Linked DNA regions of Mus musculus: regions 2 and 3 are each linked to region 1. A link is a contact called in public Hi-C and promoter capture Hi-C data. All regions are on one chromosome and are shown on one strand. The core of a region is the stretch at or near the end of the contact, and the rest is flanking DNA. Distances in the headings are between cores, read along the strand shown. Region 1 holds the start of D730003I15Rik (RIKEN cDNA D730003I15 gene). Region 2 holds the start of Traf5 (TNF receptor-associated factor 5). Region 3 holds the start of Nek2 (NIMA (never in mitosis gene a)-related expressed kinase 2).

The links. Promoter capture Hi-C pulls out the DNA fragments that hold promoters and counts their contacts. Hi-C and Micro-C count contacts between places; a contact is called where the count stands out from the background.
Region 2: a contact with region 1 is called in a promoter capture Hi-C map of erythroid cells, with 5 times the contacts expected there. The contact joins the promoter of Traf5 here to the promoter of D730003I15Rik in region 1. A contact is called at or near these places in 3 of 39 promoter capture datasets (erythroid cells, liver and pre-B cells), 1 of 484 Hi-C or Micro-C datasets (CD8 T cells), 1 of 115 datasets of contacts at active chromatin or transcription factors (memory CD8 T cells) and 2 of 9 other capture datasets (adipose tissue and liver).
Region 3: a contact with region 1 is called in a Hi-C map of B cells, with 14 read pairs. The contact joins the promoter of Nek2 here to the promoter of D730003I15Rik in region 1. A contact is called at or near these places in 6 of 39 promoter capture datasets (3T3-L1-derived adipocytes, erythroid cells, hippocampal neurons and 2 more), 8 of 484 Hi-C or Micro-C datasets (B cells, CD4 T cells, double positive thymocytes and 3 more), 5 of 115 datasets of contacts at active chromatin or transcription factors (astrocytes, effector CD8 T cells, extraembryonic endoderm stem cells and 2 more) and 2 of 9 other capture datasets (adipose tissue and liver).

The regions. Positions count from the first base shown.
Region 1 is chr1:191,222,542-191,227,018 of GRCm38.p6, forward strand. It overlaps D730003I15Rik (RIKEN cDNA D730003I15 gene), which reads left to right and starts at 1,913. Exons shown (of 2, transcript NR_151547.1): 1 at 1,913-2,001; 2 at 2,668-3,146.
Region 2 is chr1:192,089,959-192,094,435 of GRCm38.p6, forward strand. Traf5 (TNF receptor-associated factor 5) reads right to left here and starts at 2,641. Exons shown (of 14, transcript NM_011633.2): 1 at 2,298-2,641.
Region 3 is chr1:191,819,278-191,823,754 of GRCm38.p6, forward strand. Nek2 (NIMA (never in mitosis gene a)-related expressed kinase 2) reads left to right here and starts at 2,196. Exons shown (of 8, transcript NM_010892.3): 1 at 2,196-2,464; 2 at 2,870-3,087; 3 at 3,215-3,455. The coding sequence starts at 2,369.

The sequences.
Region 1 (4,477 bases), core at 663-3,162:
ATGTTCACGCCACGACGTTTTATGTCACATATCTGACCTCTGACAGTTTGCAGGCTCATTCGTACCCATTGCCCTACCTGGGTCTTTTTTTTTTTAAGTTGTTTTTCTGATCCCCCCCCTTTTTAATTATTTTCTTTTGTTAACATACAAAGAAATGGGTTCCATTGTGATGTGTTTATACACAGGCCCTAATACTTTCTTATTCTCCTCTTGACTGCCCTCTAAGCCTCATACCACTTACTGCTCCTCCTTCCCCTCAAACAGTCCTTCCTTCTGCACCCAGTTCTGCCTTCTTTCCTCTCCGGCTGCTTTGACTGCACTTCATCCCGAGCTCCTCCCCTTTTTGATTTAGAAGTTTAGGTTATATGTGTCTATGTCCGTATAGGTAGGTATGTGCAGGAGTGCAGTGTCTCCAGAGGCCAGAGGGTGTTGGATCCCTAGTATCTGTAAGGAGCTAATGTGCTGGAAATTGACTCTAGTCCTCTGCAGGAGCAGGTCTTTCTTGTAACTGCGGAGCCATGTCTCCAGCCTCCATAGTGTCCTCTCTGCTTTCATGTCACACATATACATGCATATACAGATTTAAATCTAGATTCTGCATATGACAGAAAGCATGCTATACTTTCCCCAAGTGTGGCTTAGGTCACTTAACACAATGATTTCCAGTTCCATCCATTTTTCCTACAGCAATTTTCATTCTTTGCTAGCAAAATTCAATTGCTGGGGCCAGAAGATGGCTCAGCAGATAAAGACTTCAATAATCCTCAGACCCGGAGTTCATTCCCTACAACCTACCTGGTGGAAGGAACGAACCAACCTGCTCTCTGATCTCCACAGATACACTGTAGCACTTGCTCCCATACTCACCCACATACATGTAAATAAATAATTTTTAAAATCCCATACATGTATACATATAGAACGCATGTTCTTTAACCATGTATCTGTTGATTGCCATCTGGGTTAGTTCTTTATTTAGCTATTGTGAATAGTGCAGCAATAAACTTGGGTGTATTGGTGTCTTTGTGATGTGCTGACTTAGAATTCCTCCGGATTTATCAATTTGTATGTGTGCGCGTGCATGTGCTTGTGCACGCGAACTGCTTAAGACCCTCTATTCCTCACAGGCCACAAGATCTCAGGCAGGTGATCTCCCCTGAATGAAAGTAAGAAAGCTCACTGCAGGTGCCTGCACCAAGAAGTGGCTGCCCTGCAGTCTTTTCCTGGGCACCTGGGGCTGCCTGGGCTTTCTCCATCTCCTGGTGGGCACAAAGATGTTTGACCACAGACTCCACGTATCGGAGCAAAACCGAAATCACAGAAGCATGATGGACAGGAGACAGGGCAGGTCACACAGGTATGGAGACTAAGGACAGGAATGGTTAGCTTCTAAATGTCCACGCTGAGGACTTCCCGTGTGTCTGGCGTGAGTAGCCAGAAGACGGACTGTGACCACCTGCCATTGTCCCACTGGGCTCCCTTCCCACAGTGCGACCTCTCCGAAACTGTTCTTGGCATGACCGTGACCACAGTGGATGGCTCAGGACTGAGAAGCAAGGCCTGCCTCGGGCAGCTCTGGCCCTAATGGGCCAGCCCAGGTCTCTTAAGCACAGCCTCTCCAGTTCCAGAAAACTCATGGGTAGGCTCCACAGGGCTGGGCCCTAGGTCAGCCAAACTTTAGCACGAAAAAAATGAAAATTCTGGAGCCAGCCCTATGGCAATGATTAAGAGCTTGACGATGGTCAGCTCTGTGACCTGGACAGCATACTTTTTGTTTGAGGTGACCGAACGGGTGCAGTGCGAGCTACGGCCCCTTTAAGACAGCGAAACTCGAACTTTCTATCCCGGCTTCTCGGCAGCGCGCTTACGTCACAGCGTTCTCCGTGAAGGGGCGGGGCTGATGACTCACGCAGTCGGGCCTCCGCCCTTCCGGGCCGCGCGCACGTGAGCGCGCCGCTCCGCCTGTCTAATTTTAGCTCTGAGGTGTCAGGGTCGTGCGAGGTGAGGCGGCGGGGTCGCAACGGGCTCGGGTGGGGTCCTCACGTGACTCCGTGAGGCGGCATGCTCAGGTGGGGGTTCCCCTCAGGACTGGGGGGCCGGAGTCACGTGAGGTGAGGCGGGTCGTGATGGGTTTGGGTAAGGGTCCCCTCGCGACGAGGATGGGGTTGCATGAGGTGAGGCGGCAAGCCCTGGTCCTCTTGGTGAGCGGGGTCTTCAGGTCACGTGAAGTGACTGCACAAGGTCTCCACAGCTCGGACACGGGACCCCTCAGGAGTGGGTCGCCAGGTTCATCTGAGGTGAGGCGTTGTGTGGGGTGTCCTCTCCGGGTCACGTAGGTGCACCCGTGGGGTCAGTCGGCAGAGCCCGGGGCAGCTGAGCCCGACTGTGTGGACAGCCCTTGCACTGCAGGTCCAGAGCGATGTCAGTCAGAGAGGTGTGGCATCTGGGTCTGTGGGCCACACCTCTTTCAACCGAAGCAAGTTCTAGAAAGTCCCCTGGTGGGTGAAACTTATCAGAGTTCAAGTTTAGGTAGTGTTGGGTTGTAATGAAAACTTGTGAAGAGCGAGAGTAAACGTGGTGGCTGACCCTGCGACCAGCTGAGGAGACCCTGGCCCGGGGTCTTACTAAGGGGCTTCCGATCTCTGTATCTTCCCTGCTGAACTCAAGATGGTTTCCTGCATGTCTGTGAGGAGTGGAGGAGGACATGTCTGTCATCCAGAGTAACCGGGTCAAGGATGTGTGGTTAGATTGGAAAGGAAGACATCTGCTTGCATCAGCTCAACTTTGAAGACAGGGGGTGCACTGACCCCCACCCTCTCTCCCATCTCACATGAGGATGACCAGAGAGGGTTGGTGTTCGAGATTTGCCATAATGTGTGGGATCAGGAACCAGATAAAAGTTTAGTGTTGAAGAAATGAATGCCAGGCACCTTGTAAAATTGGCACCGCAGCCCTGTCATCAGAAAGTGAGCTGTTCTTTTGACACACAGAGTTGTTTGCCATGTCACAGTGACCTGCATTCTGTTAGTGAGGGAGCCTCAGGTTTCACATGGGTTGTCTCTGTATAAGCTGTAAAATGATAGCCTCTGGCCTTTATGGTATTGGGAAACTTGAAGTGTTTAATGATAAAAGTGGTTTCTAATGGTTGAGTGCTTCAGTTTCTTCTTTCCAACCCCCTATCCCCACTTTTTAAAAGAAAGGTTAATCGTGGAGAATGTGACAAGAATGAGAGAATCTGGTGTGTTCTTTCGTTTGCATTCCAAAAATAAATACAACCCTTCTGAGTTCATATGCAAACATGGATGTGCAAACATTTTAGAACTTTAGTCCCTGTAATTATCCACCTCTAACCAGTTTAAAGGACCTGAAGGTTGGGCTGGAAAGATGACTTAGCAGTTAAGAGCACTGGCTGCTCTTCCAGAGGACCACATGGCAACTCACAGCTGTCTGTAACCCCTGTTCCAGGGGACCAACTCCCTCATACATGCAGGCAAAACACAATGTACATAAAATAAAAATATTAGAAAAGACTTGAAGATTAAAATCCAGTATTGGCATTTTATATAGCAATAGCTGGCTCTTGACCAGTGTTTCAACCTTTCTAATGTCGTGACCCTTTAATACAGATTGTGGTGTTGTAACCCCCACCATAAAATTATTTTTGTTGGTCGTTCATAACTAATTTTGCTACTGGTATGATTCATGATGTAAATATATGATTTGCAAGATATCTAATATGCAACCCCTGGAAGGGTAGTTCAACCCCCAAAGGGGTCTTAACTCCCAGGTTGAGAACCACTGCTCTTGATCCTATTTTTTTTCTTTTTTTTAATTAGGTATTTTCTTCATTTACATTTCCAATGCTATCCCAAAAGTCCCCCATACCCTCCTCCCCACTCCCCTCCCCCCAACTTGATCCTATTTTTTATGCATGCTATTGAGAATTAAACCAAGGGCTTCATTGTATTCTACACTAAATTGTACCTTGAGCTGCCTTTTTATTATTTTATTATTTATCTCAGTTTTATTGTTGAGAAACTCTTTTACATTTAGGAGCTAAATGTGGTTTCCATCAAAACTGTAAGGTATTCAAGGGAGTTTAGAGGACACCAATCCTTCCATTCACTGTACAAGTAAGGAAACAGACTCAGGAGACAGATAGCTTGTTGGTAATCATGTGCCTAGTTACTACCAAAACCAGGTCTGTGCCCAGCTGCTCAGTGCTGTACTTATTTCCATGTGCTATGCTCTGATGGCCAGGTCATTGAGCCATGGAGAATGTACGTTCCTCATGACAGAGTTCAGATGCACAGCACTTGGTAGGCAGAGGTAGGAGCGTCTCTAACAACAAAATGAAAAGCACATTAGTCAAGTAAGGGCCTATTTAAATCTAATAGGATTTTTTTTTTCTGTTTCTCTTCTTTAAAAAAAATCTAATGATTCTATTTAGAAGTTTCACTCTGTGTTCTCAAATCAT
Region 2 (4,477 bases), core at 1,391-3,890, 870 kb after region 1:
AGATACTAATATGCAAAATATGCTGGGGACTAGAGTTTCTGTCAGGACTAACGAGTATTTTCACTTTTATTTCGAGGTCTGCTACTATTCCACTTCCTCATAAGACAGGGCTTGCCAGAGACCACACATAGGAATTCCTTAAGTACTTTTATCTCAGCAAAGCAATACACCAATGCTGGCCCAATCCTTGGGTGGTGGCAGCAGGTGCCCAGCCCTTGGCATTTTGTTTCTGTCTTATAGAGTGATTCACCTTTCCCTGTCTCTCATGCTGGTAGATATTACACCTGTCACCCCTCCCATTCTGACCAGTCTCTTCAGGAGCACTAGCTCCTGCCCAGAAGAACCCTGGAAGAGCTGCAACCCAGGTGGAGAAAGCACTTAGAGACTGCATCTGTTCCGGTGTCCTCTTCTTCTGGTTTGTTAAGTCTTTAAAACTTCGGCCAGGGGCCAACTCCTCACTGGTTCTCACATCTGTCCAGAGAGTCTTGGCTTCCTCTACTCAACATATACTGGAAAGAACATAGGAGTTGCCTCAGAAGGCTCAGGCTTGGCTGCTGCCCATTCCCTGCTATGAGGTTTTCTGAGTTCTAGCTTGAAATCATGTGGGACCTCTCCCTTCTCTCTGGGAAAGAGAAGCTAGTGTAATGTGATAGGTTATTTATAACCTGCATCTTAATCTGATTCCTGGGATCTAATCAACTCTTACTAACACCCGCCCTCAGTAACTGGGAGGCACACCCCAAATAAACGGAGTGCAGTTCAGCCAACATCTTTTTAGGCTAACCAATGCCAGATTCCAGGCTACCACAAAATCAGACACAGATCCTTCCCCAGTCACTTGGCTGGCTGCGTGGACAGTGTGGCATTGGTTCATACAACGTCAGGGGCAGTTTCCAGCAGAACTTTACCCACATTGCTGGAACAGATGCTCCAGGCACTTAGGGGAATCTGGGTCCTTTTGCTGACCCCTCAGACTAAAGGGGAGGTAGGCAGTTGTGGCTCTCTGAGGAACCAAGCTGACAGTCCTGAAGCAGAAACCTCAGAGTCCCCCGCCTGGCCCAGCAGCAGAGCTCAGGACTGAGTTGACACTAGGTGCTTCCCCTCGACATCTGGGGGATGTGCAAAGCTACCCTGACTCACAAGGGTGTCGTGGGGGACAAAATGAGAGCACATGACATTGAGTGAGGAGCAAATGGACCATAAGGGGCAGCTTCACGTTTAGTGGCTCTTTTTTCTTCAAGGCCCCCCTCAGGAAAGTGGGGATTGTAACTACATAAGGCTGTTTCTCCCCCTAGTCTAACAGGACTGACTCAGAGGCTTTGGCTCCCCAACTTTGCAAGTCACCCTGAGATACCCCAAAAAGGAAAGCTCTTACTCCCAGTGGCTGGGCCCCTATGTCATCCACCCACATCCAGTGGGTTCTCCACTGACGTCGGCCATCCTTGTCCCACACCACCGGCCTTAGCCAGGGACCCTGAGAACGTCACCCTTCTCTGTTGTGGCCCCTTTCCACAGCTAGCCCTACAAGAGACCAGGGAGACTACAGTCCAGAGTCTGGAGACAACCCATTTCCTGAACTCACTACCTTTCCCACCTTCATCTCCCATCCATCTTTCCATCTGTAATTTCTGCCTTTTCTGTTTAAATCAGTTGTCCAAGGTGTCAGGTTTTTATCCAGACTCTCAGTTATGTTAGGATCTCTGGATTGGGGAGGACTCGTTAACCCAGACGTTTGCTGTCTAAAATTATCTCTCACACACCCAGGAAGTTCTATTCTCAGAAATGCTTTAACCAATTTCTTTGCATTTTAAGTATTCCCTAAGACTTTTAAAAAATGTGTATATTCCTGGAAAAGGGAACCGTCCTCTTTGGCCCTAATCTAGTTTTCACACAGCACCTATGCCCGATGTTTATTGCAACAAGCTGGATGCCTTTTTTCACAGGCCATGGAGAGGATTGGGGAGAAGGGAGTCTCTCCTCATTTTACAGACCTTAGCCCACAACTGGACTCCGACGAGCCCCGCGCCTGCCGCAGCGAGATAAACAGAGTTCTCACGAAAGTAAAATAGCCAAATATGGAAAGTCAGCAGACAGAGTGGAGAGGCTGAGGAAGAAAGAAGCCAACCAGAATGGCCCAGAGGGATCCGCAACAAAAGTCCTCAGAACTGTCCTCAGAACTGTAACACCTCACAGTTGGGTGGCAAGGGGGTCAAGCAGTGGTGTGAGGACTGTCTCCGTCCAACCTGCGGTGGGTGCTCACCTCTAGGCGCCCGGGTCTGCTGAAATCTGGAACTCACCTTCTGCAGAGTCGGGTTCTGTTTCCAATCGAGCACGCGCTATAGCACCGGCGCAGGCTCGAGACCCTGGCATTAAGCTCACGTTAACGGGCTGTGCTCACAAGTCTTGCAAAAGTGCCCTCGGCCGGGCGCGGGTGTCCCGCGTCGCCTCAGTTCGCCCGCTACCACACACGCCTCCGGCTCACCACCCTGAGTTGCTTTCGGTTTCTGAGGAGCCGGGACGGTTAGCTCACCCGGACTTCGCCACTTGCGGGGCTCGCGGAGCTCCGCTGGCGCCCTACGGCGGCGGGCACTAGGCTGCTTCGCCTCAGCAGCGGGTTAGGCCAGCTCCAGCGGCGGGCTCCGGGAGGGGCGGGGCTGACGATGGGGGTGTGGTCAGGGTGCCCAAGAGGCAGGGCTGAAGGTGGAGGCGTGGTTATGTCTCCCGAGAGGCAGGGCCGAGGATGGGGGCGTGGTCATGGCGCCCAAGCGGCGGGGCGTGAGGCTTCTGACAGCGGCCAGAAACTCACCTGAGCTGGGCGAAGTATCCCTCTAGATGCTGGGAATCACCCAGACCCTAGAAGCCTAGGCTTCTCTTTCTAGAAACATTAGTATCTTGTGCGCCTTTGAATTGTATATATTTTGCTCTTCAATCAGCCTCCCTCCGACCCCCCAAACCTATTTATTCTTTGAGTAGACACGTTTGCTCAAGATCAGAGATCTGGCTCAAATCACTTCTTCCCTGAACTTGCTGCAGTCCAGTACAAATCTGCCAGTCCTCGTTCTGCTGTTAGCGTAACGTTGACAGTCTCTCTGATGTTCTGTTGTCAAAAGCGTCCCAGTTAGTTCTCCTGGTCTTCAGAGCCACCTGGTGGAGGGTGCCTGAACTATGAGCGTTCTATCTGCGGTCTAGAGAGAACTGAGTGGACCTACCCAAGGCTAGAGCTTGAATTCTTGCCTCCCAAATCCTAGCACAGAGTTGTTACAGTGTATTCGCTCTACAGGTCCACAGTAATTGCAGCCTGTATGAACGAAGTGAACTAGCATCTCAAATCTAACCTCTTCCAAGTCAGACAAACGCGGGAAATACTTAGCTGTCTTGAGCATCAAATGTTCATCACGGAGAGAAGAGAGTACTAGGGCCCTTGCAGTGGACACAGGTATGCATTGGAGCTGGGCAACAGCTGGGAGCGGATGTGGGATCTGGTGGAATAGTCAACAGGATCCCAACACCCAGGTGCAACTCTTTGGTTATCGAGATTAAACCCTCCCGTGGGCATGCTTTGGCCCTCTGGACCAGATTACTCTTGTGAGAACTGAAAGAGACTGAGCCTAAGTCCTCTCCTTCCCTAACCCTCCCAACAATACATCTATTTACCTTACTTTCCACCTTCTTTCACATGACTGCAAGGTGACAGGACCCTATGGATTTAGACACCATAGGAAACAGGCAATATAGACTGGAAAGACCATGTCTGAAATGACTAATGTAGCTATGGTTCTGAAAGAAGCAATCTGTTCTAAATATGAGACCCAAGGTCTTGGTATGATGAAGTCCAAAACTGGGATAGGATAAGTTCTTATTGTGTTCCAAATGGTGGCCACCGGACTCACAGACAGAAGTCTAAATGAGAATAGATAGGACTTTTTTGGTGGGATTGGAGAAGTGTGGTCTCGTACATTTAAATTTTTTTAATTATTTTTTATTTTGCTTGCTTGCATGTCTGTGTACCACGTGTATTCCTGGTGTTTGTGGAGACCAGAAGAGAGACCTGGAGTCACAGACAGTTATTAAGCTTCACATAAATGTTGGGAGTTGAACTCAAGTCCTCTGGAAGAGTAGCCAGTGCTCTTAGTGTTAATATCAGAGTAGTCAGAAGTGAAGGATATGTTCCCAGCTTGTGGTGTTGATCCCAGAGTCAGTCTCTTGTAGCCTAGGCTGGTTCACATTTGCTATGCAGCTGAGGCTCATTCAAACTACTAGCCTTCTTCCCCCATCTCCTGAACACTGTGATTACAGGCGTACACCGTCACATCCAATTTTCTACGTAATCATGTTTTATTTTTCTCATGTACCTTCAAGAAAGTTTATGTTTTGTTTTGCTTTGTTTTGAGACAAGAGAAGATGTCTCTGCAGGTGTCAAATCAGGCATGAAGACAGGGCCAGATTTGAGCATTATTTCAATATTTTGAAAGTATTC
Region 3 (4,477 bases), core at 946-3,445, 600 kb after region 1:
TTTGAATGCTTGGTCCCTACTTGGTAGGTCTGTTCTGGGAAGTTATTAGGAAGTGTAGCCTTGTTGGAGGTGTGCCACTAAGGGTGGGCTTTGGGGTTTTAAAAGCCCATGCCAGGAAGAGTCTCCCTCTCTCTCCCTTCTCTCTGTGCTCTGTGGTTCACATCTCAATCTGGAAGCTCTCAGCTACGGTTCCAGTGCTATCACGCCTGCCTGCCACCATGTTTCCTGACATGAGGATAATAAAGGACTCACTCTCTGAAACTGTAAGCCCCCAATTTAAATGCTTTCTTTTGTAAGTTGGCTTGGCCATAGTGTTTCTTCGCAGCAACAGAAAAGAAACTAAGCAAGGACCAAAGAACATTGTTGCCCACTTTTAGGGTGTGTCTTTTCCATTCGATTAATTTAACATAAACCCTCACAGGCATGCTCGGAGGCTGACCTAATCTACGCTGTCTCTACAAGTGTACCCAAAGGCTTGACCCCCTAGGTGATTCTACATCCTGTCAATCAACAGTAACCAAGGTGGGGTAAGGCACGAGGTAGGGATGCAAGTGGAACTTCTAACAACTGGAAGGACAAGTACCAAGTTAGTCTTGAGAAGCTGAGAAAGTGTGTTGTGTTTGGAGCGAAGAGTAAGAGCTCTTTGTCTAGAAAGAAGATGAAAGGTTGTGTGTGAAGCAGGCTGGTCAACAAACTCAACATAAGCATCAGTACACCCATCACATACACACCACACGCCTATACACCACATATCACAAACACACCACACACACAACATGCTACACATATCACATACAACACTCTACACATCATAAACAACACACACAGCACACACACACACAACATACTACACACATTACATACGACACACACACACAAACATACCACACATATCACATACGACACACACACAAACATACCACACACATCACATATGACACACACACACCATATAAATGACCTCAGGCATTTGTAGCTCCTTATATAATTTCTGAGACCTAAATTAATCCTACCCCTTTGAGGTGTGACAATGTCCTTGAATGCTAATTTAAAAGTTCTCCTGGCTGGCAATTCCAATTAGCTTATACTAAATTCAGCGCACAAAATACATTTATTTTTAACATAAGGAGGCTTCTAATTCTTATTAATAGGACATTGGGTTCTTTTTCAATCACAGCATGAACAGATATTTTAAGAACAATGACCCATTTATGCAGCAGATTATTAGCTTTCTGGTAATGCACATTACCCCCCACCTGCTCTGGATGGAAGCCTTTAGCTCCCCTTCCCCAAGTCAAAGCGGGGCCATGTCACTGGCTATGTGAGCTCAAGTCAGCAAACTGCATGCAGCTCCCGGATTGGCTATTAGGGAACACCTTTTTTTTTTTTTTTTTCCTAACACACTTTTTTGGTAGATGTCTTAGAAGTACAATTTGGCAGTGTGGTGACTCTGTTCTGAATGCTTCCATACTCAGTCCCTAAGCTTTGGATACGTTTCTATGTTCAACAGGTCTCTCAGTTTAATGTTCAGAGATCTAGACTATGCTAACTGTGCTCAGAAAACACATGTCAACTCTGCGTTATTACTATGAATATCCTTTATTCTTATTATTTTTTAATTAGTTCTCTTCTGGGCAGTTGGGCCTAGTTTCTCTCTCTCTGTCTCTCTCTCTCTCTGGGCGTGGGGTGTCTTTCTCGCGGGTGGGGGTAAGGCAGGGACCCTCTACAAAGCTCTGGATGTCCTCAAGCTCACAGAGATCTGCCTGAGCGCGCCACCAAGCCGGGCTGGAACAGGGATTCTGGCTCTCTAGGTGTGAGGACTATAAAGTGCTCGGTGCACTCACCGCACCCTCAGGGTCATCAAATCCTCAACACACAAGGGCTTAGGTTCAGGACCCGAGTGCAGAGGAGTCGGAAAAGGGTGGGGTCAAAGTGGAAAGGTCAAAAGGCCAGTGTCTCCAGTCCAGAGCCTCGGACATCCGTTACCATAGCGACTTCAGCCAAGGAATGGAATTACCGAGGCCCCAACAGGCTTTGCGATCCCAAATCCCAGGGGTTTTCGGCGCGGCTCGTATTCCGTAGAGCAGCTAGACGCAGACACCAACGCCGACGCGGTTGCCTAGCGACACGCATTTTCCCAGGATGCCTAGCAGTGTTGTGTTTTCTCAGCCAATCAGAGTTGAGATGCACCTTCGCTGTGGACCAATAGAATGCGAGGCCGAAGCCCGCGACGGTTGACCCGGTGGCCGGTTGCTCGCCGACTCAGGCAGGCAGACGAGGGGCTCGGGTTTCGGCGCGGTTGGCCTGCAGCGGGCGAGCCTGGGCTCCGAGCGGCGCGGTGGTGTGGTTGCCAGGGTGGCCGCTCGCCATGCCGTCCCGGGTGGAGGACTACGAGGTGCTGCACAGCATCGGCACCGGCTCCTACGGCCGCTGTCAGAAGATTCGGAGGAAGAGCGACGGCAAGGTGAGGCGCCGGGCAGCCCTTCCACGGCGGGCTTAGGGAGAAGCAAGCGTCGCCCACGCTGGGGAGGGGCAGGGCGGCCACCTGAACTCTCGTGAAGGACCGGGCTGTAGCCTCCTAAGAAGGGACGGGCTCGTGGAGCGGGCAGCCGCGGCTGGGAACCGGTGGAGGCGCGAATCCGCGGCGAGCAGAAAGACGAGCTCACGTGACCTGCTTCGCCGCTGCGCCACACGCCGTCCCGGACTCAAGCGCTGGGGATGGTACCGCCCACATTTCGGGTGGGTCTTCCCACTAAATTAACCCGGTCTCGACTCCCTCACTGACACACCCATTGAGTTGTTAGTGTTTTGTTTTTCAACTTTGGAAATTTCACCCTTTGTCTCACACCTTGGAAATGTTGTATTTCAGATCCTGGTGTGGAAAGAGCTTGACTATGGCTCCATGACGGAGGTGGAGAAGCAGATGCTTGTGTCTGAAGTGAACTTGCTTCGGGAGCTGAAACATCCAAACATCGTCAGTTACTATGATCGCATTATTGACCGAACCAACACAACCCTGTACATCGTAATGGAATACTGTGAGGGAGGGGACCTGGCTAGTGTCATTTCAAAGGGGACCAAGGATAGGTAAGGTGAAAGAGCCCCACGGTTCGTATCTAATAATAATTAACTTCCATGTTTGTACGCTCTGAATGACTTGCCCCAGATTGAAGATGGCTTTTATTCAGGGTTGTGAAATGTGCTTTTTCTCCAGACAGTACTTGGAGGAAGAGTTTGTCCTTCGAGTGATGACTCAGTTGACGCTGGCCCTGAAAGAGTGTCACAGAAGGAGCGATGGTGGCCACACTGTGCTTCACCGGGACCTGAAGCCAGCCAATGTCTTCCTGGACAGCAAACACAATGTCAAGCTGGGGGACTTTGGACTAGCTAGAATATTAAATCACGACACGAGTTTTGCAAAAACGTTTGTTGGCACACCCTATTACATGTCTCCTGTGAGTATTTTAGAATTCAACTTTTTTTTTTTCCCTGAGACAGGATTTCTCTGTGTAGCCCTGACTGTCCTGGAACTCACTTTGTAGACCAGGCTGTCCTTGAACTCAAAGTGATTCTCCTGCCTCTGCCTCCCAAATGCCGGGAATAAGGGTGTGAGCTACCACACCTGGCCTAGAATTCAACTTTTTAATATCTTAGGTGAAGCATTCAGATGCAAAGAACTGAGGCTTGGGTTGCTAGTAAATCCAGTAGCTCAGAATTCACAATACAATTTAAGTTTGAGTTTGACTTTGTTCCCCTAATGTTGGGGATTGAACCTAGGCCCTCAGGCATTTGAGTTACACCCCAAAGTCTTTTATATGTATTATGTATTTAAAAATGTTTATTATTTATGTATATATAGTATATGTGTCTTGTGAGTGAGTGCTATGTGTATGGTGAGACCAGAAGAGGGAGTGGACTTACCCTATCCCACACACTCACGCTCAGGGTTCCAGGCAACTGTGAGCCGTCTGACCAGATGCTGGAACTTGAACTCAGGACCCCCGGGAAGAGCAGCAGGTGCTTAATCGCTGACCCCTCCTAGATTTGTTTTCAAAGAGACTTCCTGGCAAACAGTTCTCTGTATTCAACTAGAGCTTTCAAAAGAAAAAGAGAACTAAGGACTTATTTATGTGTATGGGTGTTTGGTCTACATGTATGTAAGTGTGCCACCTGTGTGCCAAATGCCCAAGGGGGTCAGAAGACAGCATTGGACTCTTTGGAGCTAGAGTTATGGATGGATTGAGAGACTGGAAACCATATCCAAGTCTTCTGTAAGAGCAACAAGTGCTGTTAACCACTAAGCCATCTTCAGTGTCCCCCATTTCCCAGAGTTTCACTGTAGTTCTGGCTAGCCTGGAATTCACAAAGATCTGCCTGCCGCTGCTGGGATTAGAGGTGTGAACCATGTTGCTCAGCTTTTGTTTTGTTCTTCAATAACCACAAAATGCTAAATTATAGGGTTACAAATAATGTTTAA